Regions from separate parts of the Oryctolagus cuniculus genome. Here region 2 is linked to region 1. A link is a contact called in public Micro-C data. All regions are on one chromosome and are shown on one strand. The core of a region is the stretch at or near the end of the contact, and the rest is flanking DNA. Distances in the headings are between cores, read along the strand shown. Region 1 holds the start of ST6GALNAC2 (ST6 N-acetylgalactosaminide alpha-2,6-sialyltransferase 2). Region 2 overlaps CYGB (cytoglobin).

What was found. A called contact is a pair of places that touch in the nucleus more often than the background predicts.
Region 2: a Micro-C map of ear pinna shows a contact between it and region 1, with 6 times the contacts expected there. The contact joins the enhancer-like site here to the promoter of ST6GALNAC2 in region 1. A contact is called at or near these places in 2 of 6 Hi-C or Micro-C datasets (ear pinna and an unstated tissue).

The regions. Positions count from the first base shown.
Region 1 is chr17:4,209,922-4,217,132 of mOryCun1.1, forward strand. ST6GALNAC2 (ST6 N-acetylgalactosaminide alpha-2,6-sialyltransferase 2) reads left to right here and starts at 4,087. Exons shown (of 9, transcript XM_070060255.1): 1 at 4,087-4,210. The coding sequence starts at 4,131. LOC138846131 reads left to right here and starts at 2,719. Exons shown (of 1, transcript XM_070060893.1): 1 at 2,719-3,117. The coding sequence starts at 2,719. The coding sequence ends at 3,117.
Region 2 is chr17:4,259,397-4,266,607 of mOryCun1.1, forward strand. CYGB (cytoglobin) reads left to right here. Exons shown (of 4, transcript XM_070060258.1): 3 at 209-372; 4 at 2,632-3,704. The coding sequence ends at 2,665. Among named protein-coding and RNA genes, the nearest start is that of CYGB, 9.9 kb to the left of the region's middle. Within about 2 kb of position 4,180, at least 4 of the 8 cell types and tissues checked have an H3K27ac peak or open chromatin away from gene starts, as enhancers often do. A contact at or near this core is called in ear pinna, where this site is marked.

The sequences.
Region 1 (7,211 bases), core at 2,837-5,336:
CCCTTGTCTGGCTGAGCAGGTGCCCGGCTGAAGCCAAGGGCCTGGCCCTGAAATGCAGACAAATTCAGGACTCAGCGCCGGGCTTAGGGAGAGGAGCACCCAGGCTGGAGATCCTGGGGAGCTCAGTGCCAAGGCCAAGGGCAGAGCCAGCAGGGCCGGCACCGGTGCTGGGGTCCCAGTGGCCCCAGTGGGTCAGGTCCAGCCTCCGTGGCGTGATCAGCAGAGAGAAGTGGAGACAGAAGAGACTTCCTCTTGCCAAGGACTTGGCTGAGGAGAGAAGGGAGCAGCTAGGAGGGGTGCAGTGTGACAGAGGTTACTTGTTCGGCTTTGCTCTTCAGGGTGATATCTGGGGGCGTGTCTGGGAGCTGTGCAGAGGATGGGGCGGCTGCCATAACAAGACCTGAACAGGAGGAAGACACAGCACCGGAAGCAGGGTGGCCTGTGGGAACGGAGAGGAGGATGGGTAAGAATTCCTAAGGGATCAGAGAGAGCTCACCCTCAGTGGGTGGGACGCATTTCTGCACCTGCGAGCCCAGGCACCAACCACCCTTTTACCCCAGATTCTTTTTTTTTCTTTTTCTGATGTTTTATTGATTATTTGAAAGGCAGAGTTACAGAGAGGGAGGGAGAGAGAGCGCGAGTGAGTGAAATCTTCCATCTACTCCCCAAATGGCTGCAACATCCCGGGCTGGGCCAGGCCCAAACCAGAATCCCGGGGCTCCAGATGGCTCTCCCCTACTGGTGGCAGGAGTCCAAGGGCTTGGGCCGTCCTCTGCTGCTTCCCCAGCTGCACCAGCAGGGAGCTGGATCAGAAGTGGAGCAGCTGGAACATGAACCGGTGCCCAGATGGGATTAACCGGCTCCAACACAAAGCCAGCCCCAGCCTCTCCTTTCAGGTTGGAATAGCAAATGGCCTTGGAAGAGAAAAGTGGTGCCTCCCTCTGGTTCCCTTCGCCCAGGGCTCCTCACTGCTCTGCAAAACCCACCTGGGCCTGCCTGCTCACCCTCGTGGGCCTGGCAGGTAGGAAGTGACACAACCACGGACGGCCACCAGCTGTGACGTGAGTGGCAAAGTCCTTAGTCTCTGAGCCAGGGGTCGCACGCCTTCTGCCAACAGACACGGATCTGAGGCGGGCTGACCCTCCCCTCCCCGTCCTTCTCAGAAGATGTGGACGTGACTTCGGAGTGAGAGGCGCGGCCAGGTGGGGCTCGGCCCGACTGTCTTCGTACGAGTCTGGTTTTTGTTGTTGTTGTTACTATGATGAAACAGCTGGGGCTAGGGAGCTACGAGAAAAGAGGTTTGAGATCAGCATTGTAGCACACCAGGAACAAGGTGCTGCCTGTGATGCCGGGATCCCACGTGGACACTGGTTCGAGTCCCGGCTGCTCCACTTCCGGTCCAGCTCCCTGCTGTGGCCTGGGAAAGCAGCAGAAGATGGCCCAAGTGCTTGGGTCCCCGCCACCCACTTGGAAGACCTGGATGAAGCTCCTGGCTTTGACCTGGCCCAGCCCTCCCTGGCCGTTGCAGCCACCTGGGGGGTAAAACAGCAGCTGGATACTCGCTCTCTCCCTCCCTCCCTCTCTCCCTCTCCCCCCCAAAACTCATTCAAATAAACAAATCTCTAAGAAAAGAGGTTCATTCTGGTTCTCAGGCTGAGGCCTCCACCCCAGGACCACCGCTGACCCTAACCACGCCCCAGGACCACCGCTGACCCTAACCACACCCCAGGACCACCGCTGACCCTAACCACGCCCCCAGGACCACCGCTGACCCTAACCACGCCCCCAGGACCATTGCTGACCCTAACCATGCCCCCAGGACCACCGCTGACCCTAACCATGCCCCCAGGACCACCGCTGACCCTAGCCACGCCCCCAGGACCACCGCTGACCCTAACCACGCCCCCAGGACCATCGCTGACCCTAGCCACGCCCCAGGACCACCGCTGACCCTAACCACACCCCCAGGACCATCGCTGACCCTAACCACGCCCCAGGACCATCGCTGACCCTAGCCACGCCCCCAGGACCACCGCTGACCCTAACCACGCCCCCAGGACCACCGCTGACCCTAACCATGCCCCCAGGACCACCGCTGACCCTAACCACGCCCCAGGACCACTGCTGACCCTAACCACGCCCCCAGGACCACCGCTGACCCTAACCACGCCCCAGGACCACCACGCCCCAGGACCACTGCTGACCCTAACCACGCCCCCAGGACCTCCGCTGACCCTAACCATGCCCCCAGGACCACTGCTGACCCTAACCACGCCCCAGGACCATCGCTGACCCTAGCCACGCCCCCAGGACCACCGCTGACCCTAACCACGCCCCCAGGACCACCGCTGACCCTAACCATGCCCCCAGGACCACCGCTGACCCTAACCACGCCCCAGGACCACCACGCCCCAGGACCACTGCTGACCCTAACCACGCCCCCAGGACCACTGCTGACCCTAACCACGCCCCAGGACCACTGCTGACCCTAACCACGCCCCCAGGACCACCGCTGACCCTAACCACGCCCCAGGACCACCACGCCCCAGGACCACTGCTGACCCTAACCACGCCCCCAGGACCTCCGCTGACCCTAACCATGCCCCCAGGACCACTGCTGACCCTAACCACGCCCCAGGACCATCGCTGACCCTAGCCACGCCCCCAGGACCACCGCTGACCCTAACCACGCCCCCAGGACCACCGCTGACCCTAACCATGCCCCCAGGACCACCGCTGACCCTAACCACGCCCCAGGACCACCACGCCCCAGGACCACTGCTGACCCTAACCATGCCCCCAGGACCTCCGCTGACCCTAACCATGCCCCCAGGACCACTGCTGACCCTAACCACGCCCCCAGGACCATCGCTGACCCTAGCCACGCCCCCAGGACCACTGCTGACCCTAACCACGCCCCCAGGACCATTGCTGACCCTAACCACGCCCCCAGGACCTCCGCTGACCCTAACCACGCCCCCAGGACCACTGCTGACCCTAACCACGCCCCCAGGACCATTGCTGACCCTAGCCACGCCCCCAGGACCACTGCTGACCCTAGCCACGCCCCCAGGACCACCACTGACCCTAACCACACCCCCAAGGCCCAGCCCCTAAAGCAGTCAGTAAACTCCCACCTGCTCAAAACCTCACAAAGGAGACTCAGCTGCCACACGGGGACACAGCCACATCCAGAGGCGAGGCCGGGAGAGGGTGCTGTTCTAGAATCATCACTGAGCAGGACCAAGCCGGCCCTGTCCGGGGATGCGGAAGAGCCCGGAGGGGGCTGGGCCAGTGGCAGCTCCACGCCGTCCACAGCCCGGGGGAGGGGGCACGGCAGGTGCCCATGGGGAGGTTTGCTGGGCAGAGAGCCAAGACCAGGAGAACCTGGGTTAGTGGAGAGAGCTCAGTGGGGGAGGGGTGCACGTGGGGAAGAATGAGAACTGCTGAGGGCCAGCAGGCACCTGGGAGGAGGTGGAGCCGAGGAGAGGCTGGGGGCCCTGGGAAGCTGGGGACGGGAGGCATGGGAAGTCCAGGAGATGGACGGAGCTCGGTGGCTGTGCTGGAGGCGGACCGCGCTCATCGACACGGATGGGGTCAATCCCGCGTGGGAGAAGAGGCCAGAGTCCAGGCAGGGAGGAGCTGCCAGACCTCTGCGGGGCTGGAGACGGACAGCCGAATGAATTACCAGGGACCCCCACTGTCTCCATGACGTGGAAGGTGGGGTCCCCGCTGAACGGCGGGGCTGCAGGCTGAGGGAGAGGGAGGGGCTGAGGCCCTGCGCACCATGGAGGAAGCTGAGAACGCGATGCGCGAAGCCCGAGTCACAACCACAGGCATTATGGCAAGTGACACCCGCGAGGGTTACAGTGGAAACCAGGGGCCAGCGCCGTGGCGCAGGGGCAAAGCCACTACTGGGGAGGTGGCCATTCCATAAGGGCTCTGGTTCACATCCTGGCTGACCCATGTCCGATCCAGTGCCCTTCTAATGGCCTGGGAAGATCTCCCTTCTGTCTGCGCACGTGTGTGTGTGTGTGTGTATAACTCTTTCAAATAAGTTATATATATATATATATATATATATATTTAAGAAATGAAATGGAAGTCTGCTTGCAACGCCAGCATCCCACATGGGTGCCATTTGGAGTCCTGGCTGCTCCCAAGGAAAGCAGCAGGAGGTGGCCCACGGGCTTGGGCCCCTGCCACCCATGTGAGTCTGGGGTGGAGTCCGGGGCAGTGAACCAGCAGATGAAAGATCTGTCTCCCTGTAACTCTGCCTTTTGGAGAGAGAGAGAGAGAGAGACAGAAAATTTCCACCGCACCCATCAGTGGGAAAGCAAGGGGGCTCTGGCTCTGCTTAGCCATCTTGGAGAAAAGCAAAGGCCTGGCCCACGCTGACCCCGAGTGACCCCTTCCTGGCCACAGGTGCAGGCCCCAGGTAGCTTTGCGGGAAAGCCCTCCCTTGGGGCAAAAACCTGTTGTGCACCCAGAGGGGAGCAGAAAGCAGAGGGGCCGGCGGCCCTCCGAAGGTCGGGGGTATCTCACGGCTTCTTCGAGTCTAGATCCTGGACACTGCCCTTGGCGGGCCACCCCATCAGCTCCCGCGTACGGGGGCTCTGCTCACGGCCGGAGCGCAGCCCTCCCTGCCCGCTGGACCCCACGGGAGGTCTCTCCGCAGCTGAGGGCTCCGGCATGGCCTGCTCTGTAACAGAGGCAATGAGGTTTGGGGGCCTGACCGCCCCGCGTGGTCACCAAAGCGGAGGATGACAGCCGCAGCTGGGGACGCGCCCGCCCGAGGCGCCAGTGCCAGGCGCTAGAGACTTTCCGAGGGGAGGGGAGCAGGGCAGGGCGCTTCCCGGCTGCCGCCCACCTGCCCCGGGCGTCCAGAACCCTGGAGCCGGTCCCGTAGCGCGCAGTGCGCAGCCAACGCGGCAGGTGGCGGCGTCTCCCCGCGTCCCGCCCGCTGCCCGGCCCGCAAGTCCCCGCCCTGAACCTTACGGGGAAGGCGCGCGGCTCGCCCCTGGCTGGCGGGCGGCGCTGGTCCGAGCGCCGGCGGGAGCGTGGCCGCCGTCGAGGTGCCCAGGGCACGGGACAGCGCCGGGGGCGCGCGCCGTTCCCCAACCCCGCAGCCCAGCGCCCCGGAGCGCGGCGACGTCCGGCGAGCGGCGGGGGCGGCTGGGCGGCCCCGGCAAAGCCGCTCCCGGCCCGCCCCACCCGGGCCTCTTCTCTCGTCCCGGCCAGGCGGCGGACGGGCGCCCGCGGGCCGGGGCTACATGGAGCCCCCGCGCGGCCGTCTCCGCTGGCTGCTGCTGCTCTGGGCGGCCGGCTCGGGGCTCCTCGTCGTCCTGTACTCGGCGCTGGAGCCGCACCCCAGCCCCGGAGCCCAAGCCAGGTAGGGGCTGCGGCGGGCACCTTGCGCCGTGGGGACCCGCCCTGCGCCCGGCGAGCCGCTCATTGTTCCCCGGGTCTGAGCAGATGCGCCTTTTGCTGTCGGAGTCTGGCCCGGCCACCTGAGTCTGATCGAGACGGTTCCTGGGTTCTTGCACTGTTCCTCAACCCCACCCCACCCCACCCCCGCGCGGGCGCCTTCGGGAAGTCGCACTTTTTCAGACTCTTAAGTTTTGGGCAAGGACCCAGGCGCCCGGGTTTCCAACGGGGCGGTGGCCAGGCTACCTCCTCCCTGGCCTCCGAGTGATCGGCTGTGGGATCCGAGGGGCACGGGAGCCGGATCTGGGTCCCGGCCCCCCGCCCCCCACCCAGTCTGCGCCCCTGCGCGGCGCTTCCTCCGGCTGGCCCGGGGCACCCTCCTTTCTTTGTGCGCAACAGGGGGAAACCTGAGAGCCTGCCTTTGGCGAGGGGTGGCTCCCCGCGACTTAGCTGCACTTGGGGATGCAGATCACCAGGCCCTTCCATGCCGGGTTCCCCACCTGTGCCCCCACTGCGCACTCCCCAGAACGCTCTGAAAACCAAGCTGGCATCCGCTGGCTGAAGACCAGGTGGAATCAGGGCACAGAGCTGGCCAGCAGGGGCCCGGCGCCAGGGAGCCTGGGAGTGCGTCCCCACGGAGGGACCTGGTGTGACACCCGAAGCTGGCATAATAAAGAGGCCTGGGAGAGGGGACGGCATTGAGAAAGGGGGAGGGGCGCTCCCTGTCAACTTTATGTAAAGATGCTTACACAAACTTAAAGTACACATCCTTTAAACGTCCCTCATACCCTTCAGGGGGCTTGCTCTATGCCTATTGTATCTCAACAGAGGTGTTTCTTTCTTGTTTTTTTCTTTAATATAAATCTTTCACCTTTTTCAAATCTGACTCAGAAATCATATTTGTGCTGCAGCTTGGAGCCCAGGGGGCACGTGGCAGCAGGGCCCACCTGCAGGGGTCTGGTGTGAGCAGGGGGCGGGGTGGGGGTGTTTAGTCCTGGAGAGAAGTGGGAGGGGCCTGGAGCCTGCAGGTGCAGGCTGTGTGACCCCCCCCCCACCCTCCAGGGACTTGTGCAGGGGGGTGGGGCCTGAGGAGTGGGCCGTTACTGCAGGTTGTGGTGGAACCCACTCGCAGAAGAACCTGGATGAGTGGTCCCCACACCTGTAGACCCGCAAAGACACGATCCATTTTCCTCTGAACCAGGGGGAGGCCTGAGGATCCGCATAGCACAGACCCAGCAGGACTTTTGTAAGGACATTTTAGGACAGGCCTCACTGGGACTCTGAGCTGAGTAGGTTTAGTTCTATGAAAAATGCAGCCCTTTGTCCTGTTTTCTCCCGGGCTGGTCCAACTTCCCGGAGTCCCTCCCCCCCCCCCGCCCCAGGTGCCCTGGCAGGTAACTGGAAACACCTGGGTTCCTGAGAGGGCGGGCTGGGACAAAGCCGGCCACACCTGCAGGCTCCCAGGCCACAGCTCCGTGCGGGAGAATCCGTGCGGGATTAACTGAACGGGGGTGGGGGTGGGGGGCAACAACTGGCCTGCAGCGACCCCCTCATGTCTGCCCCTTGACTCACCTGGTGGGGGAGGTGGGACCCACATGTGAGCCTGTGGGTGGGCGCGTGGGTGTTGTCCCGGGGGCCTGGCCCCGTGCATCCTCAAGGGAGGGACTGCAGGATTCTGGGGGGGGGGGGGGGAGAGGGGCGGAAAGGGTCATCCAGGCTGCTCCCATGGGCTTCTCAGGAAACAAAGGGGGGCAGATCCAGGCTCCCTGCCCCCTCCCCCCCAC
Region 2 (7,211 bases), core at 2,930-5,429, 50 kb after region 1:
TGCCCGCAGGCTCTGCAGGGGGGGGGGGCTCCCTGGGGCGCAGCAGGGGACCCCGGCCCCAGCCTCTGGGGTGCAGGGAGGGGAGCAGTGCCGGCCCTGCCTCGGGGGCCTGCCATCTGGTTCCTGGTGGCCAGATCCTTGGCCAGCCGGGGCCTGGGGGCCGCAGGGCGCCCCACTGCTCACACCCCCTTCCTCCCTTTGCCGCCAGATCCTCTCTGGGGTCATCCTGGAGGTGATCGCCGAGGAGTTTGCCAACGACTTCCCACCTGAGACGCAGAGAGCCTGGGCCAAGCTGCGTGGCCTCATCTACAGTCACGTGACCGCTGCCTACAAGGAGGCAGGCTGGGTACAGCAGGTCCCGAACGCCAGCACGTGAGGAGGCGGGTGAGGGTGGGCCGGGCAGCCTCCCTGGCGTGTCCTCCCCTGTCCCCTAGGCCTCCCATCTTTCCTGGGGCCCGGGGGGGCTGTCCTCTTGGGGCACTGGCCCAGGGCCCCTGCTCTTGGCTACACAGGGCCAGGAACACTGAGCAAACTCTCGCTGGAGTAAGGGAGTGTTCAGAGCACCCGAGGCCCAAGGTTCCTGGCGGGAAGCTTGGCTCACGTGGCCAGAGGCAGCCCAGGCCAGCTCCGACGTCCACTCCCTCCCCAAGTGCTGATCACACGGGCCTGTTTTTCCATCTAACGCTGACCACCGCTCCCATCCGCCCTCTGCCCCCACAAGGGCTGGAGCCAGGATCACGAGGCCGGGTGGCCATGCGCACGCACACGTGTGCCCGAGCCCGCATGGGACCCCGCGTGGGTGTCGCTCACACGCACCCGCTGGCAGGACCGAGGAGGGTGGCCGGCCTCAGGGACTCCAGCGGACCCGGGGCTCTGGGGCCTCCCTGGGACCCCGAGGGGCGGAGGTGGGGATGGAGTAGGACGGAGAGAGAGAGGCCAGAATGGGAAGCAGGGGTCAGCCAGCGGCTCAGGCCCCAGCTCTGGAGACGCATTGCGTGTAGTTTCCCATGGAGAAGGCGGCGTCCCCTCCCCCGGGCTCCTGGGGCCAGACCTCCTGCTCACAGGCTCCCCCCAGCCCCAGCTCCACCGAGGAGGCCAGGCCTGCTGCCCTTCCTGCCGCTGACCACACCAGCCCCCAGCTTGTTCCCGCTCCCTGCCCCCACGTCGGCTCCTCCCCAGGACAGCGCGGAGGCCTCGGGGGAACTGCTGGCTGCAGCAAGGCCCATATCCAGATGGACACAGCTGGCCCCGGCCCGCTGCGGACCCTGGAGTGCACAGGGGGCAAGCAGGGGGCCTCACCTGCCCGCAAAGGAGGGCACTGGCAGAGCCGGGGGCTGGGGTCACTCCTCCACCCCAGCTGTCACCCACAGGGGCCGGGAGGAGCCAGTGGGTGGTGGGGGGAGGGGGAGGGGGAGGGGGCTGCCCTCCCACCCCTCTCCCCAGGCAGCTCAGCTTTGTTTACAGCCAGGAGACAAGCTTCCTGCTTCTAGAGAAAGGGCTTTTTCCAGGGGCCTACAGGGACGGGAGAGCGAGCCGGCCCGCGAGCCCCCAGTGAATCAGAGACACATGGCCGGCGCCCCGCCTGCTCACCCCGCCGCCCGCCCGCAGGGACCCGGATCTCGCCAAACCCCAAACAGCAGGAAACTCTCAAATTGCCTCAACTGCCGCTGGTCCTGCTGCCGTAGACTGAGCCCGCCAGGTCCTGGCCGGGACTCACTGCCCGCCCGGCTGGGCCGCTGCACCCTCCCTGCTGGCACCCCCAGCTGTCACGTCTGGGACTGTCCCCTGAAGCCTTCCCACCGTGTCCCCCCACCCCAGTCTCCCTGGGCCCAGGCCTGCAGACCCACCCTCCTCCCAGGGTCCAGCTGGACTGGAGGGTGGGGCGGGGGATGGAGTTACAGAGAAGCTTCTAGAAGGCTCCATCCAACGCCTCTTATCGGCAGCAGGGATGGGCCAGGCGCCGCTGTTTATTGAGCTGTCTCTGCGTCAGGGCGGTCAGGGCGTGTGTGCCTTTGTGTGGGTGGAGCAGAGCTGGGGGCACAAGGCAGTGAGCCCACAGGGACCACCCGCACAGGCAGGGAAGACGGTGGCCAGAGGGGGTCGGCGCCAGGCCAGACAGAAGGCACCACGTTTCAGCATGAACAGAGAAAGAGCTCGTGTTGTTTGCGAAACACTTTTCTGTTTTAATTTGACAGACAGAACTCCCGTCCCCTGGTTCGTTCTCTAAATGCTTGCCATGGCTGGGGGCGGGGGGGGGGGGCAGGATCACAAGCCAGGTCTCCCACAGTGATCTGAGCCATCTGGGCTGCCTCCCAGGGTCCATATTAGCAGGACCGGAAGACAGGACTCAAACCCAGGCATGGCAGTGTAGATGCGGGAGGTATAACCACTAGGCTAAACGCCCACTTCATGAAACACTCCCTTAACGCAGCTCCTGGCACTGCAGCCCCCGTAGGCAGCCGAAACAGGCATCACCCACGTTGTACAGGAAGCCACCCAGGTCACAGCAGAGGGGGCGCTAGAACTGGGGTCTGGGGGCTCAGGGGCAGGAAGGCCCCGGCCTTGCCTCCCCCAGGTGCCCTTCCCCTGCTCCCCATAACCTGTTCCCCCCATCTCCTGTCTCATCCACAGCCCACCGGCCACGCTGCCCTCCTCGGGGCCGTAGGACCCCTCCCACCTCCCCCGTCCCTGGCAGCACCTTGAGCGAAGGCCGAGTTCCGAAGACCCTCCTTGAACCTCCATTTCCGGGTGCCAAGGAAGCTGGAGGGATCCCCGATGCGTCTGCCCAGAGGGGGCCTCCGCGGTGGCCGCTGTCCCCCCACACACACCTGGAGCTGCCGGGAGGCGGCTGCCCAGATGCTGACCCCAGCGCGGGGCGGGCGGGGACCCTTCCGCCTTGCAGAGCCAGGCCGCTCTTAGCTTTTCTACTCTCCGACGTGGCTGGCGGCTGGCGGGAAGCAGGACAAGGGAGCCAGCCCCGTGTCTGCCGGCCGGCACGGAGGCCTCCGTCTCACCATGTAGAGATCACGCACACACCGTATATACAGATATATTCTATATACAACCTCTCTCTATAAATATATATAATATATATATATGCACAGTACATACCTACCACCTGTATCTGCAGGCCCGCCCGCCCGCGTGTGGGGCAGGAGGCAGAGGGCTCTGGCGGGTGCGAGTCCCCCAGGGGCGCAGCGTGGGCTGGAGTGAGGTCATCCGGCTTCCCACACCCCTGCGGCCCCTCCCCTGAAGGCTTAGGTTCACTGACTTGGCTTCCCATGGCCAAGGACAGACGGAGAGGCCCAGAGGTTCCGGGCAGGGTGATGCTGTGGGGGGAGGGGCAGTAGGGACACCTCCACTGCCAGCCTTACCCCTGTGTGATAGCTCCCCCTCCCCGGGATCTCGGCAGGTGGCAGAACCAGACAGACGCTGCCTCCTCCGGCCCCATCCCTCTGCCTCAGGGCCCAGGGCTGCCCTGCCCGGCCCGGCCCCCGACCGGCAGTGGGTCTCTGTGCACAGCAGCCCCCCCGCACCCCGTGTGCCCCTTGGTCACATGTGTTGTCCTCCGGGATGTTTGCCGCTGTGGCTGCTGCACCTGTGTTCCTCCGTGCCGTCTTCCTCCATCCGCGTAACTGCCTGTCCTGTCGTGGTTTCTCCCGTGTGTAGCCGGACCCCGGGCCATTAAACCAACCGTTCTCCTGCGTCTGTGCCGCTCCCTCGCTCCCTCGCTCGGGGCTGGGGCCTCCCCCAGGTCCCTCCTCCCCTGCGCGTGAGCCTTGGCTGCTCCAGGCCGTCAGAATGGGGGCTTTGGTGGCTGGGGGCCCCTCCCTTGTTAAGTCAGGGTCACGAGGGCTATTGTTCTAGAAATTTCCTGGCAAGGGCAGGGTCAGTGAGGAAGGAATCGAGGGTCCTGTGGGTCTGAGTGCTCCTAGTGACCTTGGCCTCCTGGGCCTGAGTGCGGGGACACGGGGGGAGCCGCACGTTGGACCGGGTGGCCCAGCCCGCGGTGCTTGGGAGAGGAAGCCCGCTCCTTCCCCGAGCCCCCGGCTCCCGGACGCCCCCCATTCTGCCCCCCAGCCCACTGGGCCAGGCCTGCAGACCTCATCGGCAGCGTCAGCTCCCCGAGGGAACAGGAGGTCACCACCCGTGGGCTGCAGGAGAGGCAGGAAGCAGCCGTGCCCCGGGGGAGCGCCCGGGCTGCCTGGGAAGCGTCAGCTGACACACAGGGAAAGTCTGACCTCCTGCAGCACGGCCCAACCTCCCCCTCCGGGCCGCAGCATGCGAACGCAGGGTGGAAATGTGGAGAGGACGGTGAGCCCCGCTCTTAGAAAGCAGGGCACGGCCCCGCGCCATGGTGAGCTGTGCCGAGCCCGGCAGGGTGCAGCGGGCCATGCCCTCCCAGGGAGGCAGCACCGCAGGCCAGGGCCCGACTTCCTGCACACTGTGCGCCCCTGGACAAGTCACTCAGCCTTTCTGAGCTGCGATCTTTAAAATGTGTTTATTTGTAAGGCACAGTTACAGAGGGAGGGAGAACTTTCAGCCACTGGCTCACTCCCCAAACGGCTGGGCCAGGCTGAAGCCGCGAACCAGGGGCTCCATCCGGGTCTCCTGCGTGGGTGGCAGAAGCCCAAGCACTGGGCCATCTTCTGCCGCCTTCCCAGGCGCATTCACAGGGAGCTGGGTGGGAAGTGGGGCACCCAGGGCAGGGTCACCCGCTGTCCCGGGTGCTGGCTGAACAACACCCGGCCGTATCACCTAAGTAGGAGTGAACGTGAACCCCGCCTTGCAAGGCAGGGGTGGGGGGCAGGGTGCACGGTGCTGGGGCCAGGGCAGTAGTGAGGACAGTGAACCAATGTGGTGGGTGGTCCCGGTGGGCTCGGCCTGGCCGTGGTGGGACGGGGAGGACCTAAGGCCTGAGGTGGGCGGGGAGAATCTGAGGAGTCAGCCCCCCCCACACTGTTCCTCAGGTGGTCACCACGGCAGATCTTTCTGGAACGTAGCACCCCTGACCCCCCAGGAATGTCCCCTGCATCCCTGCCCCCAGGACGACGCCACTGGCAGGTCGCGAACGGCTGGGGGGCGGGGGCTGCTGCCTGGGTCCCGGGCAGAGCAAGTTCGAGGGGAGAGAGCGTGCGGGGTGGGCTCTCGGTCGGGGGCGGCCTGGGCTTCCGCTGCGCGCCCCACACGAAGAGGGAGCCCGCTCCCCGAAGAGCCACACGCGCCGGGCAGCTCCCCCTGGCTGAGCTCGGGGCCTGGGAGTGCGCGGGCTGCGGCTTCCCGACGGAGCGGCTGCACGGCGCCCCCTGCTGGCCGCGGCGGGAAGCGCAGCCGCAGCCACTGGCCGCCCAGGGTCGCCCGTCCCCGGGGGTTTAAAGCCCTGTTGGAGCCAGAGGCAAGAAGCGCTGTAGACACCCGTGGGAACACCCACCCGTGAGCCACGAGGATGAGGAGAAACAGCTAATGATGCTCCACTAAAACCGCACACACGGCTGCTGGCCCAGCCCCTCCCTGGTCCCCACTCCCGGCACCTGCTCAGGACCAGGAGGGTTCCTTGGGGGAAGGAACCTGTCACAGTAGGGTGACAGCTGGGACTCTGGCAGCCCCTTTGGGCTGGAGGCACTGAGTCAGGAGCTTTTCAGGCTCCCTAAGTGAGAAGTCTTAGGTTTGGAAGTGGTGGGGGGGTGGGGCAGCACAGCGCCTTGAGCCTGGGAAGCTGCAGTGGCCAGGGTGGGGGTGCAGCTCCGGGCCCTGGGCCTCCAGCCCTCTCGGCATCTCCTCAGCCCCAAGACGCTGTTGTTCGTTTATTAATACTGGTTTTTCCAAAACTTTGTTTTTTTCATTGTATCTGAAAGGCACAGAGACAGAGAGAGATCTTCCATCTGCTGGTTCACTCCCTGGAAGCCGTCAACAGCCAGGGCTGGGCCAGGCCAAAGCCAGGAGTCTGGAACTCCGTCCAGGTCTCCCCTGTGGGTGTCAGGGACCCAAGTACTTGAACCACGGGGTGCTGCCCCCCAGGGTGCAGCTCGGCAGGGGGCTGCATTGGAAGTGAGGGGGCACCGATAGGGGGTCCCGGTGGCCCGGGGGTAACACCTGCCCCGGAAAGACGCTGGTTGGCCCAAGCCTTTCTCGGTCCTGTGAGTGGGCGGGGCTCTCATTCGAGGCCACCACATAAGCCCTCGGCTGCCCTGCGGGAGGCGCCCACCTGTGGTCCAACCAGCTCCACGGTGTGGTCCTGCACCACTGCCCCCGTTTCCGCAGTTACTGGCAAAGGGCACAGCCGCCAGCCCCAGATGACTTCCTGTGGCTTCTGGCTTTGTCGCCACAGGGTCTCTGTGCCCCCTGCAGCAGCCAGGGGTCAATCCTCGGGGCCCGCTCACGTGGGCAAGTGGAGCCGCTGTTGTCTGAGGGGAGGCACCAGGGCAGGGCAGTTTCGGCAGGAGGTGTGTGGCAGGCGGCTGGGCTCTGCAGCATGGCAAAGATGTCGGCTGGGACCGGAAGTGGGGATTGCATGAGGTCCCTGAGCACAGAGCTTGGGAAGAGAGAGAGGCCTGGGGCTGGTGCTGTGGCATTGTGGGTAAGGTTCTGCCCTGCAGTGCCAGCAACCCATAGGGCGCCGGTTCTGGTCCCGGCTGCTCCACTTCCCATCCAGCTCTCTGCTGTGGCCTGGGAAAGCAGTGGAGGATGGCCCAAGTGCTTGGGCCCCTGCACCTGCATGGGAGACCCAGAGGAAGCTCCTGGCTCCTGGCTTCAGATTAGCCCAACTCCGGCCATTGCGGCCATCTGGGGAGTGAACCAGTGAATGGAAGACCTCCTTCTCTTTCTCTTTGGCTCTCCCTCTCTGTAATTCTGCCTTTCAAGAAAACAAATCTTAAAAAAAAAAGACATCACTATTAATAATTTTTTAAAAAAGGAGTGAGCCCTGGAGCCAGGGGCCCTGAAGCTGGCTGGAGGGAGGGGAGGGATTTTCTGGGTGGCCACGGCCGGCTACGCGGCCACGCTCCTGGGGTCCAGAGCCCTAAGACAGCCAGCAGTGGGAGAGCCGCCCAGGGTGTGACGAGGCCTGTTCAGGGTGGGGTCTGCAGGGGCCAGAGGTGGGGCAGAGGGCCGGATGGAGTGGGGAGACAGTGGTGCCAGCCATGCGCGGCCTGAGCCCTGGCAGAGGGGCAGAGAGGGGCCTGGCGGGGGTGGGGGAGGCTGCAGGAGGGAGG